2 separate regions of the Zea mays genome follow, and region 1 is linked to region 2. The links are chromatin contacts, called in public Hi-C maps. All regions are on one chromosome and are shown on one strand. The core of a region is the stretch at or near the end of the contact, and the rest is flanking DNA. Distances in the headings are between cores, read along the strand shown.

Region 1 (5,026 bases), core at 2,060-4,559, 170 kb after region 2:
TATCGCATGCACCTTCTTCTCATCTACCGCTCGATGTTGTTGATCTCATATAAGAGACAAGCTATACATATAAGCTGATAATGAGAAGGTGTGGGCATGGCCAGCGGCGGCCGTGGCGTGCTGGGGATCGGTCGTGTATGCAGGCAAAGGCTCTCCCGCGAAAAAAAAAAACAAGCACCACCAAAAAAGTTTCCCGCGTGTCTTTTTTTTGATAGGAGTTAGTTTTTAGAAACTGTCGGAGAGACTCTTGTTGCTCCTAATTATTTTTGGCGATTTGAAAAACTCAAGGATTTTGGGAACTCTTGGAGATGCTTGAACCCAATCAGAATAAGATGGTTCACCAAACCAAGCACTCATTAATGAGTTCCGCAGAAAGAAGTAGATCATCAAACAATTTCCTTTTTTGGCTACAGCCCAAGCAGTTCATTTCAAAGTAGAGGATCAAGATCTGGGCTCAAGGTCAAAAGATCTGGAATTGCAAAATCAGTAATAAAATGAAGGATCAACCGCTTACTTCTGATAAGTATAGGATTTTTCCAAACAGTGCTTGTACAGCAAGCTTCCGCTTAAAACCTTGCTCTGTAAAACCAGATAAGTCCATAACTACTGGCCCTGCAATATTTTAAATACAAAAATATCTGAAGTCTGTCATTTACATATCCAATAAATTCAAAATAATAGGAAAGAAATAAAGCTACAATTTAGAGAGTGGGTTTGAAGAGGGCCAGTTGGCAAAGGATAGGAAATAGTTACAAATTTGTACAAATAATATGCATCAGAGGTGGCTTATCGTCACCCCCAGCAATCATGCACTTTCGATTGATTCTTTGGATAAGCATTGCAGGACTTGAAATCAGAACATTGCATCCAATGATGACAGAACATACAATGTTATCAATTTTCCATCAATGCATAACAAAGAATGTTAGTTGATAATAATGTGGAGAAGAGCTATGCACATATTCTAAAAACAAAATGAGGGTCCAACCTAAAAATTTGTTGATTAAATGGAACAAAAGATGAAAAATGGCTGGCATTACTAAGTTTCACAAAGAAGGTTCAACATAAAGGCCAACAAACTTCAGCTGATGGGGAGCAAGAAAAAGAAATAGTTGATTTGCATAAGTAAGCAGCCAGAACATGAGATTCTGGAAATATCTTGTTCTTGTGCTTCCTCTAGTATTTGAATAAGCAGCAGCAGTTAATAGTTATACCTTTTTCCCGGACAATTCGTCTTGAAATCTCATTTAAAATTTCAGCAACTTCTGCATCTTCCAGCATTGATGCCTTCCTAAGATGTATGAGATCCACAACCACATCAGGACTGAACTGTTTTTCATTCAGTGTGTAACGGATGTACTTCCTTACTACATCATCCATGTCAAATCCTGTCTGAGCACACATAAAGTATTTATGAGTCTGTTATTTGCAATGGAAAGAATTTCCAGTAGCAAAGCAAACATTAAATTAGTTGTCACTAGCAATACATATAGACATGTCAGTGTAATGAAATTCCAGTTTGCAAATAACATTATTGTTCTGGCCTACGCAGCACAAAATTTTAATGGGTTTCGGCACTAGTTAACAATAGCATCAACTCACTAACTCTACTGACAGCTAGTGACATTTTGCTTTGAGCACAACCAACACTAGAGTAAATAAGCAAGTATATCCAACCTACCATTTCAATATCATTTATCTAAGGGCCTGTTTGGAACCACCCAATTTTTAAGAAACCGGTTTATGGAAACTGAGGTGGTTCCAAACATACTAGTTTATGCCTCAGTTTATAGAAATTGGATTCACAGTTTCTTCAAAACCAAGAAGCTAGCCTCTCCTAGCTAAAAAATAAAAACGGGTTTCTTAAAAACTGGGTTTCTTCCAAACAGGACCTAAATCAGTTTCTCAAATCAAAAATAAAAGTATAAAACCAATGGAAAAATAGGCAACATACCTTTTGCATTAGGTCCTGAAGAGCAGGATAATTTATTGCCTCCCTGCCCTTCTGAAACAGATCATCTAGTGACTTCAACAAGAATATATTCTTACTCACCTACAGAGGAATACTTCTTTAATATTAAGTGCCAACAAAACCTAGACACCAAATAGTTCTAGATTGCAATCTGTTTGCGAAAAAATAGCATGCAAATGGGAAAATATCAAATTTAGGATAACATCAAGCTTGCAATCAACAAAGAAAGAAAGGCAGAAAGCTCAAATTTGCTTTAGCACCTCTACATATTTAAAAAGGTATCTAGTTGATGACTATAGAGGAGTAAATTTATAAAATGTTTTAGAACTGAAATTGCAGGCTCTTTTAGTTTAATTTAAGAAAGGCTGTAAAAAGTTTATTTAGGGGGTGTTTGGTTACACCCCGCTAAAGTTTAGCCCCTATCCCATCGAATGTTTAAACCTCCGTTCCGGGTATTAAATGTAGTCGGATTATAAAACTAATTTGTCAGCCGAAGATTAAAAGACGAGACGAATCTAGTCCAATTGGTTGGGTCTATATTTCATACTCCTATTTAAAAGTCAAACGCTTGATGTGACCCGGGCTAAACTTTAGCAGGAGCAACCAAACACCCCCTTAGTATAATTCCAAGATGCTATACAGTAATGCAACAGATAGATAAATTTGCGAACACAAATTAGCTGCTGAAAGAAGGAATGGAATCTATCATTTATCATTTCCCATCACTCTGACAAAGCAAACCCTCTAAACAGCAAATCCAATGAAGCTAGACCCTGCAAACCAATGTTCCTACCCTTCGCTTCTTCTTAGTGTGCGGCGAGGTGAACTTGCGCACGGTGCGGACGACCGCGAGCACAAAGGAGACCCCGACGTAGGCGAGGGGAACCGCGAGAAGCCATGGAACAGGGCTAGAGCCAACACGGGGCCCTGGGATGGCCTGTGTGACGGTGCCAGTGAACTCCACGAGGTCCAGCGCCTTGTCCTGGATCCAGGGCATCTCCTCCTCGACCTCCTCCTCCTCTTCTTCCACGTCCCGCTTCGGGACCGCGCTGGGATTCGCGGGCTGACGCGAGGCGGCGGCAGCAGGGGGCTGGCTGCCGGCGCGCTTAGCGCGGACGACGAGAAGCGGCGCCGGTCGCCGGGGCGCTGTACGGGCGGGGATGGTTAGGCTGAACGGGCAGCGACGAAAACAAACGCTACCGCGGTCCATCGGGGCGGCGAGCGGATGAAAGAAAGAGGTGGTCGCCATCGAGGTGGCGCTGGGATTAGGGCTTATCGTGGTAGGGGCTTCAGGTGGAGGAAGTTCACCGGCAGCGGAAAGGTTTGGAGGAAGAGGACGACTGAACGAGCAGGGAATACGGGCCGAGCGGCCCAGTAAGGAACAGCTGATGTTTGGAGCATCTCCAACAACATGATTTAAAATAGTACCTTAAAAATTAAAATACTATATAATTCAAATTGTTTAGTGTACTAGTGATAAATTACGCTCTAACAGTTAAGTCCTAAATAATATATTTTCGAAAATGAATTATGTTATTAAAAAATAAAATGTTGAGAATGCTGTAGAAAATAAAGATAGGTACTAGTCTAGGGTGTAGTATATTTGTGTTACTTTATGGAGTGCTCTATATTTTTTTCACAAAAAAATTATAAAATAGAGCACGGTTGGAGTTGTTTTTATGTGTTGAACCCTATATTTTAAGATAGAGCACTGGTTTAAGGCACAATTAGAGATGCTCTTACATGTATGTCATTATAAACAATCATATTTTTTCTATAATATGAGTCGATAAAGCTGATCCTTAATTTCTCATCTCATCTCTATTTCAAATTTCATTCTACAAACAATACAATTTTACGTCCCTATTTTACACTGTCCGCTTTAAAGTTCTCTCCTATGGTCGCAAGAAACTTCTTTTCTTTGTAGACCACCACTGTCGTCTATTTTTCTAATGACAGCAGTTAACATCCAATGAAAATGATGTTTTTCCCTCAGTAGAAAATGCATTTAAAAGGTTATTTTCTCTCTCTAATGTCACTGTAACGGCATGTATTTTGCATTAAAAAATAATTTTTTACTCTGATACCATGGTGACAGCTTATATGTGCATATATGAATTTCCAATAACTATAATAAATTTATAATACATCTAAAAAAGTCCCACAATTGTTACAACCAAAACTACGGTTTAATGACATGTTTGGTTATATAACTAAGGTGCCAAAAGTTACATATTTTTCGTTACACTTGTCTAAGATAAGATTAGGCACTTAAATTATTCGCGCACATCTTATCATGCGTAAGATAAGAGAATTTCGTCACACCTTTTAAGTTATTGATAAGTGAGACCTACACAGCAAGAGAAAAATCTTGCTACAATCGTGGCTACAAACCAAACATAGGCCTAAACTGGTGAAATCTTCCTAATCTTAGACGTGATAAACTATAGTGAGAGTGCCAGCGAACCAAACAGATTCTAAATCAAATAAATCGAGACATAAAGGGTCCAAAATTATCATCTAGAACATATAGAAGTACATTTCAATGTCTAGAACTATTTAACTTAAATACTTATTTTGGTTGTTGCAATTATAAAAAAATAATACATTGCAAATTTATTATATTTATTAGAATTGTTTATGCGCACATAGAGAAATTAAGTTTCATGCTACAGTAGTGCAGAGCTAAAATTTTGCACTAATATGGAAGAAACTGTGATATTTTACAATGGCACATAGGTAAAAGAGTCTAGCTAGCCATGTCGAACAATATGATATGCTATGTCGCTATACCCTTCCATTTTAAAAAAAAAAGACATAGGAGCATCTTCAAGTGTCTTTTTAAAATTTGCTTTCTAAATTATCATCTGAAGAGTTGGTTGTACCCTCCAATAGTTTACCTTGTGCACACTTTAAAGTGCTATACTCATTTTTTATTGTTAACTAATGAAAAATTTAGAATAAAGCATGTCAATATTTAGAGATCTAAATAAGATCTCGGAGGGTGTTTTTTCACTACCATCTCTATTTCTCTAAATTAAATAGAATGTAAAT
Region 2 (5,551 bases), core at 1,078-3,577:
TAGGATAATTTCTTTTTATCAACCAAAGTGTCTAAATTCCATTACCAAGTTTTGCATAGCTTTAGAGTCACCACACTTGGCAACACATTTCCTGTTGTATTTGTGCTTGCCCTTTTTTATCTGCTTGCATCTTGTTTGGCTCTGTTGAATTATTGCATAGACACACATGATAATTTTATGTGTCATCAAATTTCCAGTGTATGATGTCAGTCGACGAGAGACGTTCACCAATCTTTCTGATATATGGGCCAAGGAAATTGACCTGTATTCAACCAACCAGGACTGTGTAAAGATGCTTGTTGGAAATAAAGTAGACAAGGTAAAGCAATTGTAAAATTTTGTAGTCTCCTTTTGCACCTTTGGAAACAACTGATTTAAACAGTTCGTTTTGGCAGGAAAGTGAGAGGGCTGTCACGAAAAAGGAGGGAATTGAATTTGCCAGGGAATACGGTTGTTTGTTTCTAGAATGCAGTGCGAAAACAAAAGTAAACGTAGAACAGTGTTTTGAGGAACTGGTTCTAAAGGTATGTATATATATTTTCGCAGTACCATGTATGCCGCCTTATTCTTGACAATATTCCAAGCTGCACATACCTGCAAATCGACTATTGAGATTTAGGGGGTGTTTGGTTTCTAGGGACAAAATTTTAGTCTCTCCATTTTATTCCATTTTAGTTTCTAAATTATCAAATACGGAAACTAAAATAGACATTTGGCAGTTTAGGGAATAAAATAGTGGGACTAAAAATAAGAGGGTGTTTGAATGCACTAGAGCTGATAGTTAGTAGCTAAAATTAGTTGGAGACATCCAAACACCATAGCTAATAGTTCAACTATTAGCTATTCGTTAGTTAGCTAATTTCACTAGTAATTTTTTAGCCAGCTAAATATTAGCTCTAGTGCATTCAAACAACACCTTAGTCTCTAGAAACCAAACACCCCCTTAAATGGGGAAGGAAGCAGATAGATAAGATCCTTGTTATTTATAGTATTGGCCTGTATGCACGTTGCAGATCTTAGACACGCCAAGCCTCCTGGCGGATGCTTCCTCAGCAGGGGTCAGCAAGAAGAACATCTTCAAGCAGAAGGCTCCAGAAGCTGACGCCGCCACAGGCAGCTGCTGTTAACATGGTTTTGGTCCTGTATATTGCTATATGTGGTGAAGACAATTGGCAGCAGCTATATAATGATGTATCAAGTTAAACTTACCTGACAATATGTAGTCTTGCCTCCCAACCGCAGCTAAGTAGCAGAGGCACGGGTGGGTGGCATCAATACCGGCATGATACAGTATCAGACACTGTCATCTATATAAGAAACAGCCATACTTCGGTTCGTTGGTTGCCTAAGCTCGCTACTCCAAGTATCTCGGTGGTTGGCCTTGCGCTTCTACTGGTGGACAGCAATATCAACATGTCTATATGTGACAGAAAACAGCCTCACTTCTATTTATTTGTGCCGTGCAGTCGTGCAGATGATATTTCATCTCAATCCACAATAACACATCTTGTGGAAGCAGATTACGTTTGAGCTAATTGTGGACGAATAAAGATTAATGGACTCTAACCATCAATTAGCTATTACTAAATTATATTGTTCATGTATAGTCTTTTTATTTAGTATTAAAAAAACGTGAGCCGATTGTTAGCTCCTGTATCGCGAGCAAGGATGCCAATAAAGAATTTACCGTCTCGCCATCCCCGTTCGCGGATAATCTGTCTTCGTTAGAATATAAATTTATTTTTGTTGAACTAAAACGTAACAAATGAAAAAAAAAACAGAGGAAATAATATTTAGAGATAAAAGCAAACTGATTATATCAAATCAATATATGTTAAGCAAACAAGATTTAAAATCATAAGATATATAATTTTAAAATTTAAATTTGTAGAATTGTAATATGCTAAGGAACTAATTTAGATCGAGAGAAATTTATGGAATGTATACTGAGAACAGGGCTGGGAATGATTCTTCGTCCTCACAAATCCGACGAAAGACCCGTTCGGTTATTCAGGAATCTACTCAAAAAAAATTTTAATTAAAATAATTGTATAATTTGTAGTATAACAATTGATAACCTGAAATAGTTCCTAGTCTTGTTTCAACCTGACCGAACGGGCCGAAGACGATGACCATTAGAATACGAGAGAGGGAGAGGCTTTAATTTCAACTTGTTTACGTTTGGATAAGAAAAGAGGGGAAATTGCAAGAAATCCACCATGTCCCTGCTTTGGGAAAAAGCAAGTAACTTGAGGACTGGGCTGCAAAAGGAAAAGGAGCCGAGGAAGCCCTCCCCTCTCGCCGCAGCCGCACCACCAGACCGACAACCGGCCGGCTTCCCTCGCCCCCGGCGAGGAGTGAAGACAAGCCGACAAGGCAAAACCATCGCCTGTACGGTATCCAACCGCCGTCCCGCCGCACAACCAAGGATAGGGCGGGAGAGGGGGATCTCGCTTTCGCTCCGCTGCCGCATGCGCACCGCCCCTCCTCATGACACCAACTAGGGCACCACCAGCCCCCTTCTCGTCGACCTCCGCGCGGTGACTCTGCTGAGCATCATACCCTTATAGGGCCCGACCCATGGATGTAACTTCGACCGCTGCCGCCTCCGCCTCAGGCGGGGGTAGGTGGTACACGGGCATGTCCGCGGATAACATCAAGGGCCTGGTGCTCGCGCTCTCCTCCAGCCTCTTCATCGGCGCCAGCTTCATTATCAAGAAGAAGGGACTCAAGAAGGCCGCATCCTCCGGCGTCAGAGCGGGTACCCTTTCTCTTTTCCCTTCCCCTGTCCCTACGCCGTGCGCTTGCCTGCTTCTTCAATACGTCTTGGAGAATTGGCCAGTTGTCTTCACTCTGTGCTTCATCATAGAACTGATGCCAAATCCATTAGTTTGAACCTCATTCCCGAGTTAACATGTCTCGTTAGTCACTATTGATATGTAGAACTGTTGTTGATGAAAGATTTCATTTTTTTATGTTTATGTAACAGCTGCAGTTGGAGTTCAACTGCTTCAGTGATTAACTGACTAAAGCTCACTGTATTTCTGCACCAAAATGCACCTTTCTCTAGCAAACCACTTTGTTGATTAAGTAAATTGTGCATTGCATTGCTGGTAAATAATGTGTGACCCGACTTAAAAATTTCAATGACAGATACCCACGCACATGACATCTCTGACTTATGCCCAAAATCGAGAAGGCTTATGTCATGTTATATCTCGGACGCCCCACCCCTCCTACAGGATTTTATATCGCAATTTCAGGCCTCATTTGTACTCTTACCCTGAGGCGTCTGTCTATTTATACTAGCAAACTGCAGTATTAATGTTCCATGTTATTGTTATGACAGGGGTTGGTGGCTATTCTTATTTATATGAGCCTCTTTGGTGGGTTGGCATGATAACAAGTAAGTGCTTACCTCTTCTTTTTCTTCTATTTCGTTGTAATAGATAGCTTCTTAATGTTGAAGCGTATAAATGGATTGCCTAACTTCTCCTATCGGCTTAAGTTTTTAGGTTGAATTGGTTAATGCGTCCACTCTAACACTTAACATACTGTCTCTTCTGTGAAATTCTTTTGCAGTGATTGTTGGAGAAGTTGCAAATTTCGCAGCTTATGCATTTGCACCGGCTATTTTGGTCACTCCTCTCGGTGCTCTTAGCATTATTATCAGGCACGAATTCTCAGTCATAGAACTGTATGTATTGCCTTACTGCAACCTTTTGTTGACTGTATCAGTAATCTGGAGCTATCTTCTGTTCTCCAGCGCTGTGCTTGCACATGTAATGCTGCGGGAGAAGCTGCACATATTTGGAATTCTTGGATGCGCGCTATGTGTTGTGGGATCCACCACAATTGTCCTTCATGCTCCACCAGAGCGTGAAATCGAGTCAGTGACAGAAGTGTGGGATCTGGCTACGGAACCAGGTATTTGCTATTACCCATTGCTTTGTATCTGCTTAATTGGCTACTTCTTTCATGAATAATTACACCACACCACCAAGTCATAACCACTTGGTGTTGTTTTTCAGCCTTCATGTGTTATGCAGCAGTGGTAATTGCTATAGCTGCCATACTTGTTTATCGGTTTGTCCCACTTTATGGGCAGACACATGTCATGGTCTACATAGGTGTTTGCTCTCTCGTTGGTTCCATCTCGGTAAGTGTTCTTTTGATATAGGCATATAGCATGTGTTTATCATCTCCTGGTGTGTGCTTTAATACTAAGTTGTTGGCCTAACTATGCAGGTCATGAGCGTGAAAGCTCTTGGTATAGCATTGAAGCTGACCTTTTCAGGAACGAACCAGCTTATTTACCCACAGACATGGGCTTTTAGTCTGGTTGTCATCTCATGTATCATTACCCAAATGAATTACTTGAACAAGGTATTCTGAGTTTTTGAAAGCACAACTAAAGTCTTCCCTGTGTTCTTGGATTAATTCATTTGTATAATCTTGTCTTCTGGAATTCCTTCCCTGTATAGACATTGTACAGTTATTTTCTTCTTCTCTCGTTGCCTGTATTCTGATTTTTGAAATTCCTGCTGTTTTCGCTAGAAAAAGGTATTTTGATCTCTGTTATCTGAAACCAACTGTTGTTTTCCTCTTTCCTTGATCTAGCATAGCAGCATAATACACGGTGACTAGAATTCTAGAAGTGAACTGGACAAAAAAAGAGGAGATTGGCATATAAGGGCATATGATTCATTTATGTACCTTGTTATTCTCTAACCCAGCAGGACTAGTAGTCCCCAGATGTTGGGAACTCCGATAGATTTGATACCTTAGGGAGATGAAGTCTGAATGTTCTGGTAATATTGGTGATATGATTGAATGGTTAAAACTTCGGTTAGCACTATATACAGCCAAGTTGATTCACCAAGACATCAGCCTTGCCTGACCAATGAAGCAATTATATTTTCTTATAAAACAAATGGTGGTGATGGTTTTTTCTCTCCTTGAATGCAGGCACTTGACACGTTTAATACAGCAGTTGTGTCACCCATTTATTATACCATGTTCACATCTTTAACTATCTTGGCAAGTGTCATCATGTTCAAGGTATGTGTCTCAATTACTGTAGCTTATCGTTTCAGCTTTCATACTTTGGTTGTGAAATTTGAGCAGGGCACTAAATAGTGATTGAGCCAGTGTTCCAAATCCAATTTCAAATGGAGATTTCCTTGGATTGCATTAGACTAAACTGTAAAAGAAGCAGTATGAGCCTGAGCTTCAGCTTTCAGGCATAGCCCGCGAATACTTCTAGTTGGAACACATGAGAAGAGACCACTTAGTTCCATTTTGTATCTGTGGTGCGCAGGACTGGGACAGGCAAAATCCTACGCAAATTGTGACTGAGATGTGTGGCTTTGTTACGATCCTTTCTGGAACTTTTCTTCTACATAAAACAAAGGACATGGCTGATGGTGGTATGCCAACTTTTCCATCTTCCTTCCTTCCTTTGTGGGTTATTTACATGCTCTGAGACAAATATTTTCATGTGTCAATGTAGGGCTTTCGATGTCATCCTCCTTCCGTCTTCCTACATCTT

Evidence for each region. Hi-C and Micro-C count contacts between places; a contact is called where the count stands out from the background.
Region 1: a Hi-C map of ear shows a contact between it and region 2, with 2.6 times the contacts expected there. The contact joins the promoter of LOC100382145 here to the promoter of LOC100274084 in region 2. A contact is called at or near these places in 4 of 25 Hi-C or Micro-C datasets (ear, leaf and tassel).

What each region holds. Positions count from the first base shown.
Region 1 is chr2:28,123,923-28,128,948 of Zm-B73-REFERENCE-NAM-5.0, forward strand. It overlaps LOC100382145, which reads right to left and starts at 3,310. Exons shown (of 6, transcript NM_001174905.1): 1 at 2,766-3,310; 2 at 1,955-2,053; 3 at 1,215-1,392; 4 at 515-612. The coding sequence starts at 3,221.
Region 2 is chr2:27,954,066-27,959,616 of Zm-B73-REFERENCE-NAM-5.0, forward strand. It overlaps LOC100274084 (putative magnesium transporter NIPA4), which reads left to right and starts at 2,328. Exons shown (of 9, transcript NM_001148463.1): 1 at 2,328-2,761; 2 at 3,350-3,406; 3 at 3,583-3,673; 4 at 3,767-3,927; 5 at 4,032-4,159; 6 at 4,249-4,386; 7 at 4,969-5,061; 8 at 5,321-5,429; 9 at 5,513-5,551. The coding sequence starts at 2,581. LOC100502273 reads left to right here. Exons shown (of 6, transcript NM_001196750.1): 4 at 198-319; 5 at 396-524; 6 at 1,014-1,335. The coding sequence ends at 1,127.